Regions from separate parts of the Sus scrofa genome. Here region 1 is linked to region 2. Evidence: chromatin contacts called from public HiChIP or PLAC-seq data. All regions are on one chromosome and are shown on one strand. The core of a region is the stretch at or near the end of the contact, and the rest is flanking DNA. Distances in the headings are between cores, read along the strand shown. Region 1 overlaps NRIP1 (nuclear receptor-interacting protein 1). Region 2 has its middle 160 kb from the start of NRIP1.

Region 1 (6,368 bases), core at 572-3,071, 74 kb before region 2:
CTTCCTCTGCTGAAAACATCTCACAGGTTACAATCAAAGAAGAGTTACTCCCTGCTGCAGAAACTAAAGCTTCTTTCTTTAATTTAAGAAGCCCTTATAATAGCCATATGGGAAATAATGCCTCTCGCCCACACAGCGCAAATGGAGAAGTTTATGGACTTCTGGGAAACATGCTAACAATAAAAAAGGAATCAGAATAAAATGTACCTGCCGTCCATCTTTGGATCTTTTTAAAAACTAAATGAGTTTGAACTTGAGATCTGTATAAATAAGCGCATGATTTGAGAAAAGCATGGTATAATTGAAACTTTCTCATTTTGAAAAGTCTTGGTTCCTGGTGATGTTTAAATATGCATACTACTTTTTGCTTTACGTTAGATGTCATGAGGAAGCTGCTGAACTAGCCAGTGGTTGTTTAACACTTTGTATGCATCAGACAACAACTGTGAGTAGCCTATGAATGATATCCTTTTTTTAATCACAGATAACAGGCATACATTAAAATGTAAATCTTCATCCACAGTGGATTAATGCATTGCTGCCTTTATTAGGGTATTTTATTTTGCTTTTCAGAAGTCAGCCTACACAACACATTTTTTTTTAAGGCCAATTTATTAAATAATAACTCTTTAAAGATAATTGTTGAACCTAGTTCAATTAAAAAACCTAGTTCGGATTTATTTCTCAATTCAGTTCAAACATAAATTAGGAAAAATATGCTTACATTTTTCACTTTTGCTAAAGAAAAAATTATTTTTAACTCTTGGAAGGGGTTTTATGATTCCCTAATGTGTCTGCTCCACCCCAGTCCTTTTCAATACACTATATTTCTTTAAACCTTGTACTACTTAGTAAAAAATTGATTACAATTGATGGAAGTTTGATAGATCTTAAAAAAAGGCAGATTTCCATTTTTGTATTTTAACTACTTTACTAAATTAATATTCCTCCTTTTGCAGAATTAGGAGAGTTAGCATTTATCTTCAGGTGGTTTCCTGAATAGTAGAAATAAGTTGTTTTTAACAGAAGCAAAATGGCTTTTCTTTGGACAGTTTTCACCATCTCTTATAAAAGCTACTTCTCACCATTTCTGTGGTACCTGTGAGTCTTGTGACCAGGGTTTCTTAATAAAGCTGGACTCAGACTACCTGCGTTAGAATCATCTGGAGCACTAGTTTTAAAATGCAGATTCCTAGGCAGCATCTCAGATCTACACAGAACAAGAATCTCTGCTAAGTGGACCTGGGAATCTTCCTTCTGCATCTTAACACACTCCCTAGGTGTTTCTTCTGCACTCTGAAATTTGAAAACCATTGCCTGACTTTTCTCAGAACACAGGATTGTAAACAAACTATTTGATGCCTATATTTTCCCCAGTATAGTCACACATCAACTCAAAATTTGCAATATTGTACTTCGTATATTACTGTTATGTCTTTGGAAATCGGGTTCAGAATACTTTTTATGACAAAAAAAAAAATTGGGTGAAGGGGACAACTTTCATACCTGGCTCAACATCTCAGGAAAATCTGTGATTATTTATGTGTTCTAATGAGTAACATCTACTTAATTAGCCTTAGGGATGGACTAACAGGGCCACTTACCAAACTCAGGTGATTCCAGGATGGTTTGGAAACTCCTCCCGAATACATCCTTAACTTCTATTAAAATCCTTGTCCTCAGAACAGTGCTGACAAAGATGAAAACATTTATTTCAAACCCAAGAAAGACACTAAACTCAACTAAACAAACAAATACAGAGGGCACATATACATGACAGAATTATACACAGTCACTCCATCGGATCTGTGATTTTGAAATAGTGATTAAAAATAACCATTGGTTTTTCTTGGAAAAACTTAATATGCTATTGAGCCACATGATGTTTTTATGTTGAAACAAGATCAAGTTTTTCAGTTCAGTTTTTACAATCCACAGTTCATTCACCAGATGTTTTTGGTTTTAACTGTAAACCAGGTTAGCAACTGACCTATCAAAAAATTGTTGTATAATCAACTATTAATTAGAAGGAAATCTATTTGAAATTGTTCTACTTGAAGTTGTTTCTAAGATTTTTATATTGAAAATGGGTGTTATTTCCTAATATGATCTAAAACCCGGAATCATTATTTTTTCTCAAAATGATTTGTAAATAGTGACTGGACATATTATAAAATAATAGGAGTGAATATCATGCTACATCCTGAAGAGATGAAGGCATATGCTGATTTTGAAATGAAAATTCCACTGGCCAGTGAAGAAATTCACCTCCCTCTCATCTTTACTCTGTGACAATCTTACTGTCTACACTAAATAAAGAAGCTTTTAAACAAGGCATTTTTTTTTTTTTTCTGCCATTGTGAAAGGTCTGGAGTCTTAGGAATATCCTAGGTTAAAAGTAGTGATATCTCCCCCTCAGTTAGGGGATTATGGGCCTTTACATGGAAGTGAACTTTAGGTCAGGAAAAAGAACATTAAGGGCCAGCATTACTATCTTTTTGTTTCTTTGGTCAGTTGGTTGTTTTTGTTGTTATTGTTGTCCACTGTTAAAGAAATGAAGCTATGCCATACGTAAATAAACATGACCACAAAGACAGCTGTTCTGACTTACTAGAGAGTGTCCCCAATTTGGATTTAGTACAGTTTTAAAGAAGAGCGGTGAGAAAGGGCATACATCCATAAATTCACTTCATTTATGCGTATGTAGATACAAGGATGCACATATACACATTTTCAAGACTATTTTAGATATCTAGACAATTTCTTCCTAAGAAAGTCATTTGTGAAAGGGTACTACAGCTCTCATTGACATCAGTAAGGTAGCATTACCTGTTTATTCTCTGCTGCATCTTACAGAGGAGTAAACTGGTGAGAGTATATATTTTATATATATATATATAATATGTATATATATATATATATTGACTTGTTACATGAAGATGTTAAAATTGGTTTTTAAAGGTGATGTAAATAGTGATTTCCTTAATGAAAAAAAACACATATTTTGTATTGTTCTAATACAACAGAAAAGCCTTTTAATCTCTTTGGTTTGTGTATATTCCATGTATAAGTGTAAATATAATCGGACAGGTTTAAAAATTGTGCATGTATGTATACAGTTGCAAGTCTGGACAAATGTATAGAATAAACCTTTTATTTAAGTTGTGATTACCTGCTGCATGAAAAGTGCATGGGGGACCCTGTGCATCTGTGCATTTGGCAAAATGTCTTAAGTCAGATCAGATGTTCATCCCAACACAACAGTATTCCATTTCTGGACATGACTTCTGTGGTTTAAGCTTTGTGAAAGAATGTGCTTTGAATTCAAGGGTCTTAAAACTTTTTAAATCAAGTCAACCACTTTTCAACATAAAGGGTTCACACAACTACTTTCATGAATTTTTTACTCCCATTGGAAACATAATAATATACCAGGAGTATTCCAGTATCCTGGAATAGAGGCGCATTACCATTCATGGTATGAATTCTGGGGTTTACACAACCAATTTTGATGCGATCTGCTCAGTAATATAATTTGTCATTTTTATTAGAAATTTAATTTCTTCATGTGATGTCATGAAACTGTACATACTGCAGTGTGAATTTTTTGTTTTGTTTTTTAATCTTTTAGTGTTTACTTCCTGCAGTGAATTTGAATAAATGAGGAAAAAAAATGCATCATCTCTGGTTTGAAATGACTGTTATTTTGTGGGCCTCCTGTTTTCAGGTTTTCATAAACATAAAAGCCTCTGGTCATGCAAATAACAAGTCTTCAAGAGTGCCTTGCCCTTCTCAAAAAGATGAAAAAAGAAGGTGGCTAGTGCGTTAGTGTTTCATGGAGCAGGGCAACTGACACATGGCTCAAAGACAGCCTGTCCTATGTAGCCCTGATTCTGTTGCTTGGTGTGTAACATGGATTTTTACACATGGATACATGATGCTGTGGTCCTCATGGGTTTTTTTTTTTTTTCTTTTTTAAAAATTTTGTTGAAGTATAGTTGATCTGCAATGTTGTGTTGGTTTCTGTTGTACAACAAAGTAATTCACTTATAAATAAGCACGTATCCATTCTTTTTCAGATGTAGGTTATTATTGAATATTAAGTACAGTTTCCTATGCTGTACACCAGTCCCTGTTGGCCATCCCTCCATTCAATAGGCAATACTGTGCATGTGCCAATCCCAAACTCCCAATCCATTCCTCTCGCCCCAGCCTTTCCCTTTGGTAACTATAAGGTTGTCTTTAAAAAAGTCTGTGAGTCTGTTTCTGTTTTGTAAATAAGTTTATTTGTATCTTTTTTTTTTTTTTTTTTTAGATTCCACATACAAGTGATACCATGTGATATTTGTCCTTCAGTCTGACTGATTTAGTGTGATAATCTCTTAAGTCTATGTTGCTACAAATGGCATTATTTCTTTTTTGGGCTAGTATTCATATATATATACACCTCATCTTTATCCATTCCTCTGTGGATGGACATTTAGATAGCTTCCATGTCTTGGCTGTTGTAAATAGTGCTGCAGTGAACATGGGGGTGCATGTATCTTTTCAAATTATGATTTTTTTCAGGATATATGCCCAGGGTTGGGATTGATGGATCATATAGTAGTTCTGTTTTTAGTTTTTTGAGGAACCTCCATACGTTTCCCATAGTGATTGTACCAATTTACATTCCCACCAACAGTGTAGGAGGATTGCCTTTTCTCCACACCCTCTCCAGCATTTATTGTTCATAGACCTTTTGATGATGGCCATTCTGACCCGTGTGAGGTGATACCTCATTGTAGTTTTAATTTGCATTTCGTTAATAATTACGGATTTTTTAAATGGGAAAAAGTTTGTACAGTGTTCAAAAATAAAGTCGGTTTGATATAAACTTGTTTTAAGATAAGATTTTATTAGGTTTTAATCCAAGTTTCAATGGGTATTAAATTTCTTTTAAATAAAGGAACAAAGATCTTCAATCATTTTGCAAAAATGAATGTGTGTGTGTAAATATATGCTAAACACGTGTAGGTAATGAGTAGTTGAGAAGGATAAGCAATGAGCATACGTAGTAAGTAATAGAGACCAATTTATTTAGAAAAAGGAAAAAAAAAAAAAAAAACTCCATCCTTGTGAACTGATGGCCTGGGGGATTTTATTTTTACAAATATATATGAATAGTAATTTAGTGGGAAGATCAGTTTGTTTTCTGCTATTAAAACAGGCCTGTTGGAGTTCCCGTTGTGGCCCAGAGGAAACAAATCTGACTAGCATCCATGAGGACGCAGGTTCGATCCCTGGCCTCACTCAGTGGGTTAAGGATCTGGCGTTGCTGTGACTGTGGTATAGGCCGGCACTACAGCTCCGATTCGACGCCTAGTCTGGGAACCTCCATGAGCCGTGGGTGCACTACAAAGAAAATAAGTAAATAAATAATAAAATAGGCCTGTTAACATTTCAAATTAAAGTCTGAAATCTTTGCAGTTTCTCTCCTAACAAGTTTATAAACATTGTCTAAAAAAATTCCAGGTGATAGAAATACATACAGCTGTTCTACATGATGAAAATATTGAAAAGCTATGCCGTGCTGTCTGTATAGACCCTTATCAGAACCGTAAGGCACAGCCACATTGTGTTTTGTTTGTCATTTATATGGTGAAAAATAGCATAGCAAGCATATCATGTAATAAATTGTCTGAGGGACTTTTAAGAAGAAAACCACCAGTTAGTAATTCTTCCTGACTCTAAGTTAATGCCAATGTCTTTAATATGGAAAGTCTTTAATCAAGTCAGATTATGATCACCTATGCTATGCCAAGTCCTATTTCAAGTGTGTTAATGTGGGAATCTCCTTTACAAAGAATTTTGAAAAAAAAAAAAAATTCCTGCCACTGCTATCAGTAAACTGTGATATGTTTGGTTATAGAAAATAGTTTTTAAAAGTTAAGCATGCCATTTTCATTTGTTCCATCGAACTTGGAGAAGTTTCTGATGCAGCTTTTAAATGTTGGGTAGAGGAATCTATTGGCATCATTTAACATTAATTTACTACAACTTTTCTCTAAATGGGTGGCACAATTATATTTACAACATTTTAAAAGAAGCCATCTTCATAAGTAAGTCAAAGAACCCTGCCCTGAAAAAAAGAGTTACTGTACTCTTTAGCTGATAGCAGAATAATTGGAAATAAAACTAAAATCCCATAACTTGAGAAGTCCTGCTGTACCTGTGATGCCCACATTTGTGTCTAAAAGTGACTACATAAACCTTTCTAGCAACAACCAAATTTTAAAATAGTGCACTTCTGTAGTCATTCCAGTCTTTTTACAGCCTTTTTACTAACAAAGACCTCGACAACCTTCTATTTTCCAGCCTTTGCTTTT
Region 2 (6,482 bases), core at 3,102-5,601:
TTGGTGGTTTCTGGATGCATTTAATAGCATCTTCCTGAACAATGGACTTTATTCTTAAGTTCTCATTGTCACAGGAATCCCCCAGGAGCATTTTAATACCCTAATGACCCTATATTACCTCAGTCCATTAATTCAAAATTTCTAAAGCTGAGACCCAGACGTCAAGGATACCTCAAATTTTCCAGATGATACTGAAACGCAGTCAAAGTTGAAATCTGCTATACTTGTGGTCTCCAGAAAGCTGGAAGGACTGTGTGAGTTCAGTCTTTCATAGTCGTTGTTGAGTTTCAGCTCATCTTTGCCATCCATTAAGGTATACATTGAATCCTGCTCCTGTCAAGTTTCATTCTGTATTTTTAAAAAAGGATCTCCCAAGGAATTCCATAAGAGTTCTCTCTCTCAATTTGATTGGAATTGATTGTTGGAGGCAGCAAAATTAACTACACATTACAATATAGTGAGATAGTTACTCCGATGTCACTCCTTGCCCAGATTGCTGTGGAAGGGACACTTGCACTTAGAGAAGGAGAGGGAGATGAGGTGTGAAGGAAGAGCATATTGAGGCAGAATACAGGGTCCCAGGGATCAGGACAGGTGTGTTGTTTCAGAGAGAGGGATTGGAATGTGTTAGGCAAGGGGGCTTGAAAAAACCTGGCAGAGACCCAGGATTCTCGTGGCACTTTGTTCATACCACTTGTCATGCATGCCTCACAGGGTTGTGTATGGTTGATTTTATGTGGATCTAATTTGATTTCTATCATATGAGAACATTGAGGGTAGGTCTGCCCAGAACACGATATGGGCTGGCCATATAATAGGCTCTTATGAAATGAAGTGGTTTTCAAGAAAGGAAAAAAAAAAAATACAGAATTCAGTCAGACAGAAGGTTGAAAACAACTAGCTCAAATATAATGTGGTGACTTAAAAATAAAAAAAGAAACATAAATATTCATGGGAATATATTCACAAGATGAATTGAAACCAGAAGTCATTCTCATGAATATAACAGCTTAAGTGTCTGAGCAGTGTCCAGATGCCATTCACCTCCTGATGTAATACCTGATTTTCCCTGGAGACTCTTCTAAATGCAGTGACTTCCTTTTGGTCAACATCCTAATCAATATGATCACGTCTCTCAGATTGCATCCTTGACTTTGAAGTCACACTTTGACTCACAAGGAATTTCCACCCTTCTTTACAGCTGTTGAGAGGGGAGTCCTAAGAAGAGGAAGTAGCCCCATGTGTTCTCCCCGCTTCCTTCCTGGCTTGTCATTCCTGGGTCTGGGTCATCCAGCTGCATCCAGGAGTCCCAGAGGATGTTGTGAAAATTACTTCAAGTGTAAATGGGTCTAGGTCACAATTTCTTCAGAGCTGTATCTTCTAGTTTTAGTTTGTGTTAAAATTAATCAGAAAGTCGAAGAACTTAACTGACATCAGTGAAAAGTCTTTATTATGCATGTGTTCATTGTAAACCTTTATTTCAAGGTTCTCACTATTTTCTCTACTTTTCTCATTAAGCTGTCCAAAAATTATTAAGGTAGAAAAATATTTGGATAAATTATGACACAGGTGATTTCTTAAAAGATTTTTGGAGCAAATGTTCATTCACAGAATGGACTTTTTATTTATTATTTTTTTTAAGGAAAAGCATTCTCAAAGAGTATACATTGAAAAAAAGTAGACACATATATTATTTACTTTATTAGAAAAGGACACTTTGGGGGTACATACCATAACAGTCTAATGGTGATTCAGGGAGTTTTTCTAAGCAAATTGATTGGATTAGGTTAGTATTTAGTTGGCTCTTCCATACTTCTTAAATTTGCCATTTTTATTTTAAGAAAGCTAGTCTTATCCTTATTAAATGTAGCCGTCCCTTGGCATCTATGGGGCTTTCAGGAATTTTTTTTTCTGAATATTTTTGATCTATGGTTGGTTGAATCTGAAGATGTGGAACCTGCAGAGATGGAGGGTCAACTGTACATATTTAGGGCTCTACCACTGTTCTCATGGCTCCATTTTTGAACTTTAACATTTGAAGTTTTCAAATATAGTCCATTCCTTATTCCCAGGAGGTTCATTGTGTTCATTCATCCATTTCTCTATTTTCTCCACATCCCTCTTCATTTTCAGCAAACCTCTTAATTCCACAGTCCTTTAAATCTTTCTGATTTAAACCACACTTGAACTGTTTTTGAGCAAAACAAACAAATGTAAATCATGTAGAATTCATTGTAAAAATTGCCTTAAGATGAGACTGTAAACACAATTATTTAAAAAATATCTTAGATCTAACTTTTCCAGATAAGCCAATCTCAGGGCAGAGATAGGTTAGGAAAAAGCTTTACCGACTGCTCTTTCTCTGAGATTCAAAAAAATAAGTTCTGATGTTCAATTCCAAGTCAAGTGATAAAGATCAAAGACATTTTATTACAATATTTTTATTTTTATTGAACAGATTCACTTTGGATCTTAGCTTGCATTTGGAATGTTTACCTTTTAATAAGTGATCTGTTTAAATGTGGATCAGAGAACAAGGGTTTCTGTTTTACAGTTCAACTTTTGACCTTGGGGGATGAATGGGTGGAGGCTCAGAGGAAAAGTCCACTGTGTTTTTACTGAACTTTTTACCCTTAAAAAAAAAATGAGCAAGTTTAAAGTTCACACAGTGCACAAGAGGTCTCCACTGGGGATTTCTGGTATTATTAACTTCCTGACCTCAGATAATTAAAAAGAAAGAGCAGAGCCACCTCAGACTATGACTCAACTTTGAACTTTTAACCTCCCAAGTAAAGTATTTAAATTGTAAATGGTAGACTCTGGAAGCTTTCTTATTGCTATTAACTTCTTTCATCCTTGGTCATGAAGTTATAATTTAGGCCAAAAGCAGAGCCCGATCTTTCCTTTTTATTTACTTAACCTCTTTTAGCAGAAAGGACTGAGAACACCATTTACCTAGAAATGACAGGTATTCTGGTGAAAGGAGTTAAGCTTAAAGGGTCATTGAATTTTGGAACTAGAAGTAACTATATGATCTGTCCAGGCTCCTCAGCTGTGAAAGGGAGTACCGAGAACCAGGGAGGTGAGTGACTTCCTTGAGGTTAGACACTTAACAGGAGAACAAAAGAGCATCCCTGATTCTTTCGCTGTGTTTGCTTCTGTAGTAGAGGGATGCAGCATAGAGGTCTAGAGGATCCGTAGCTTTTATTTTTATGTTAAAATTCATAAAATAGGGAATTCAGAAGCCTAGGTCCTAAGTGACCCCTTCACTCTGATGGTTGGTATAACCTCAGGAACACATTTAACTTTTCCAAGTCGTGATTTGCTTGGTTGTCAAATGGAATGTAGTTGGGGGGAGGTAATAATCATTCAAGATCTTTTGTGTTATGACAGTTTTTGGTTCAGCAGTCTTCTTGCCTTAAGAATTCTTGCTATGATTCATACACAAACACTGTATAGATACACCATTCTTAGCAACAGCTGGGTTTTCTTAACATGGAGGATAGAGCTAGATTTGAGGGTAATTGGTTACATGACACTGGCTTGACCGTGATGATGAGACTCTCCTTACTTTAAGACAAAAATCCCAAAGGAAGAGGAGGAAATCATGTAGAGAGATGTGAAGAACAGAGGGGAGAAGAACAAAAGAACTAGGACAAAGAAAGGAGGGATGACCAGGAGAACAGGCTTTGGAAAGGAGGGTGGCAAAGAGATGGTAGCCCTGTCAGGTGGATGAGGACCCCGCCAGTGCTTGTGATGCTGAGAAAGCCGATGCATGCATTGTGAATCTGCGGGAGCCACATGCTCTTAACACTGAAGCTGAGATAGGCAACTCTCCCTGGCACTGGTGCAACACGCAGCGTGTGGAAGAGTCAGTCATCCTGGTCCGCTCTTCCCTCCTGCGATTCGCTAACACCTTTATTGCCTCCAGTTAGTTACTCACACCACTCTCATTCCCATCTGTCAAGGAGAGTTCCCTTCCAACATTCTGTCCTTCTTTTCTTGTACAAAAGAGATCCTCCCAGCAGCGTGGTGACAAAGGACCGAGCTGATACTGAACTCTGAGATAAAGCAAGTTTGGACTGGGGTGAGCAATGATGGTCTCATTTCCTGGACCCAAGAAACAAGAGAGATGTGACTGGAGGCTTTGGCCCAAACCTTCATGCAGAGGCAGCAGGAGGGGAGGGGAGATGCAATGGCGGTCTGGCTGGAGGCCTGTCTGTTCGGCCTGGTAGTAGTGGGTCTGGGGTCACTGCCTGGTCAAAGTGGCTATAGATGTAATTGACTGCTGTCACATCACAGATGTTTACTCACCCATCGCCTCAGCCATTCTCAGCTGCTTTACACTAATTTACTTCTGCTTTACAACATTTTCTAGTCCTTCTCCCTTCTCCGAGGGCCAGGAAAGGCAAGTGAGTACTATTTGAGCAAGGGATTGCACTAATGTGAATATGTCTGAACAGGTGATTGGAGTTGCTGACCAGTGAGCTGCAAATAACTATTTATTGGGGTTTTTGGTGGGCAAAAGTACCCAGTGGTTTTTCTGTGCTCAGTAAGCCCTGTTCCTTCACTAAATTCCTCCCACGTTTTCTAGTCTTGAATACATTCCTTCCTGTGTAGATTGTCCAGTGAGCGGTGATGTTAACCTCAAGATCTCCTGAGAAAGGAGGTCACAGGTCACCCAGGAAAGCAGGACTGTCACCATGAGACAAGCCATATTGCCTCCCCGACACTTTAATCGACATCTAGAAAGGAAAGACATAAAGGACTGGGTTTTGTCTGCCAGCTACTACCTACAATGGAAAACTACACAATGCAAATAAGAAATATTGCTCTTGAGAAATGTAAAAAAGAAGTTTATGCCATTACTCTCAGTGATGGGCTACAGCAAATTACAGGTAGCTCAGTTCAGGGCAATGATGATAATTCTTCCTTAAAAAAATTTACTTCATTGTCCTTTTTTTTTTTTTTTTCCTGTTTTAAAGCATCTGTACCTTAAGGCAATAGAAAAACAGAGAGTTAAGCAGTGCTGAGAACCAGTGCCAAATGAGTCAGTATGTGAATTATCTGCAGTGAGGACGCTCCTAAAGTCAGGCCCAAGAATCCTCCCTGCAGGTAGGAGAGTCTAGCCAAGTCCCACACCAAATTTCTGAGTTGTCCCAGCCACACCCAAGGTCAGAGGGAGGAGAGTGGGCACTTTGCTGATTCTAACCACACCCCACAACCTCAACTCAGCTAACAAAACAAGAGCTTGATTCAGGAGGCAGCTGAAGGCTGATGGACTCTCTCTGGGTGTCTGTTGTCCATGGCAACAGTACCTCTTTTGCACAGTAGGACCTCATTGTTTATCCATTCTAGAGGTAACAGCACAGGGAACTATATCCAATGTCTTGGGATAGAACATGATGGAAGATAGTATGAGAAAAAGAATGTATATATATGTATGACTGGGTCACCATGCTGTATAGCAGAAATTGGCACAACACTGTAAATCAGTCATACTTTAATATAACAATTACTCTTTTGGCATAATTGAGTTGTCTGAAAAACTTTAAAAAAAGTGGAAAATCACACCAGCAGAAAAATCCCTATTCCCTGTTTTCTTCCTTTATGTATTTCGATAAAATATATCTTCATATGTCTGATATTTGTCCTTTGGTTTGATGCACCCAGATGGCAAGAATAGGTCATCTTTGGTGATTACCTTTAGTAGGGTAACCAGGCAAGTGCCAGGAGCTCCAGAGCCCTTAATGGAAATTTGGCAGACAAGTCAGCAATCATTATGAGGCAGGTATGATGGAGGGGGAGGCTGGGAGTGCAAGGAGCTGAAATCTCCCCCCTTTTTTTCCCCAGCAGTTCTGAAAGTGGATGAGGATCTAAATTAGGTGTTATTTTAGATTACAACTTGTCACACCTAATGGAAGTGACACCATCAAGCAGCCAGAAGCCAGGTGGAAATTTGTTGGTATCTCGGGATGGCAATTGTTGGCTCATTTAGTCATTTTATCGGTCATGCAAATAACATGTATCATGCCCATCAGAAAGATATGTCAGTCCCTGGACACAGGAATCTTTGGTGATCCCTGTTATATAAAAGTGCAGGTTTGGAATTATCACTGCTAAATGCCTATTTATCCAGGACTGCTAGGCAGAGGCCATTTCTCCCAGAGAAGCTCTGACATTTTATGGAGTGTTGACAACCAGATTTGATTCTCCTTGTGGAGGGCTAGAGACTGGTCCACTTTACTCCTAAGAAGAAAATTAAGAAGTTCCCCTATGAACATAGGAATGGGCTCCCTTTTACCTCCCTGGAATTCTGTTGAGTTGAGGGAGGTAGAGTTGAGCTAAAATTTTACTAATTTATGTAAACACTGAATACTTACCAAAGGCAAGGTATCAGGCCTTGTATGGATAAAAGATAAATTAAACATGGGCAGTCCTTGACCAAAAGGGAGAAAAACCTTTTCATATGTGATTGCAGT

Evidence for each region. HiChIP or PLAC-seq counts read pairs in DNA pulled down with a chosen protein or histone mark.
Region 1: an H3K27ac HiChIP or PLAC-seq map of alveolar macrophages shows a contact between it and region 2. The contact joins two enhancer-like sites. A contact is called at or near these places in 2 of 47 Hi-C or Micro-C datasets (embryonic fibroblasts and liver) and 1 of 2 datasets of contacts at active chromatin or transcription factors (alveolar macrophages).

The regions. Positions count from the first base shown.
Region 1 is chr13:179,821,239-179,827,606 of Sscrofa11.1, reverse strand. NRIP1 (nuclear receptor-interacting protein 1) reads left to right here. Exons shown (of 3, transcript XM_021070819.1): 3 at 1-4,876. The coding sequence ends at 200. Among named protein-coding and RNA genes, the nearest start is that of NRIP1, 92 kb to the left of the region's middle. Within about 2 kb of position 1,821, at least 1 of the 83 cell types and tissues checked has an H3K27ac peak or open chromatin away from gene starts, as enhancers often do. A contact at or near this core is called in alveolar macrophages, where this site is marked.
Region 2 is chr13:179,749,595-179,756,076 of Sscrofa11.1, reverse strand. No RefSeq gene overlaps it. Among named protein-coding and RNA genes, the nearest start is that of NRIP1, 160 kb to the left of the region's middle. Within about 2 kb of position 4,351, at least 4 of the 83 cell types and tissues checked have an H3K27ac peak or open chromatin away from gene starts, as enhancers often do. A contact at or near this core is called in alveolar macrophages, where this site is marked.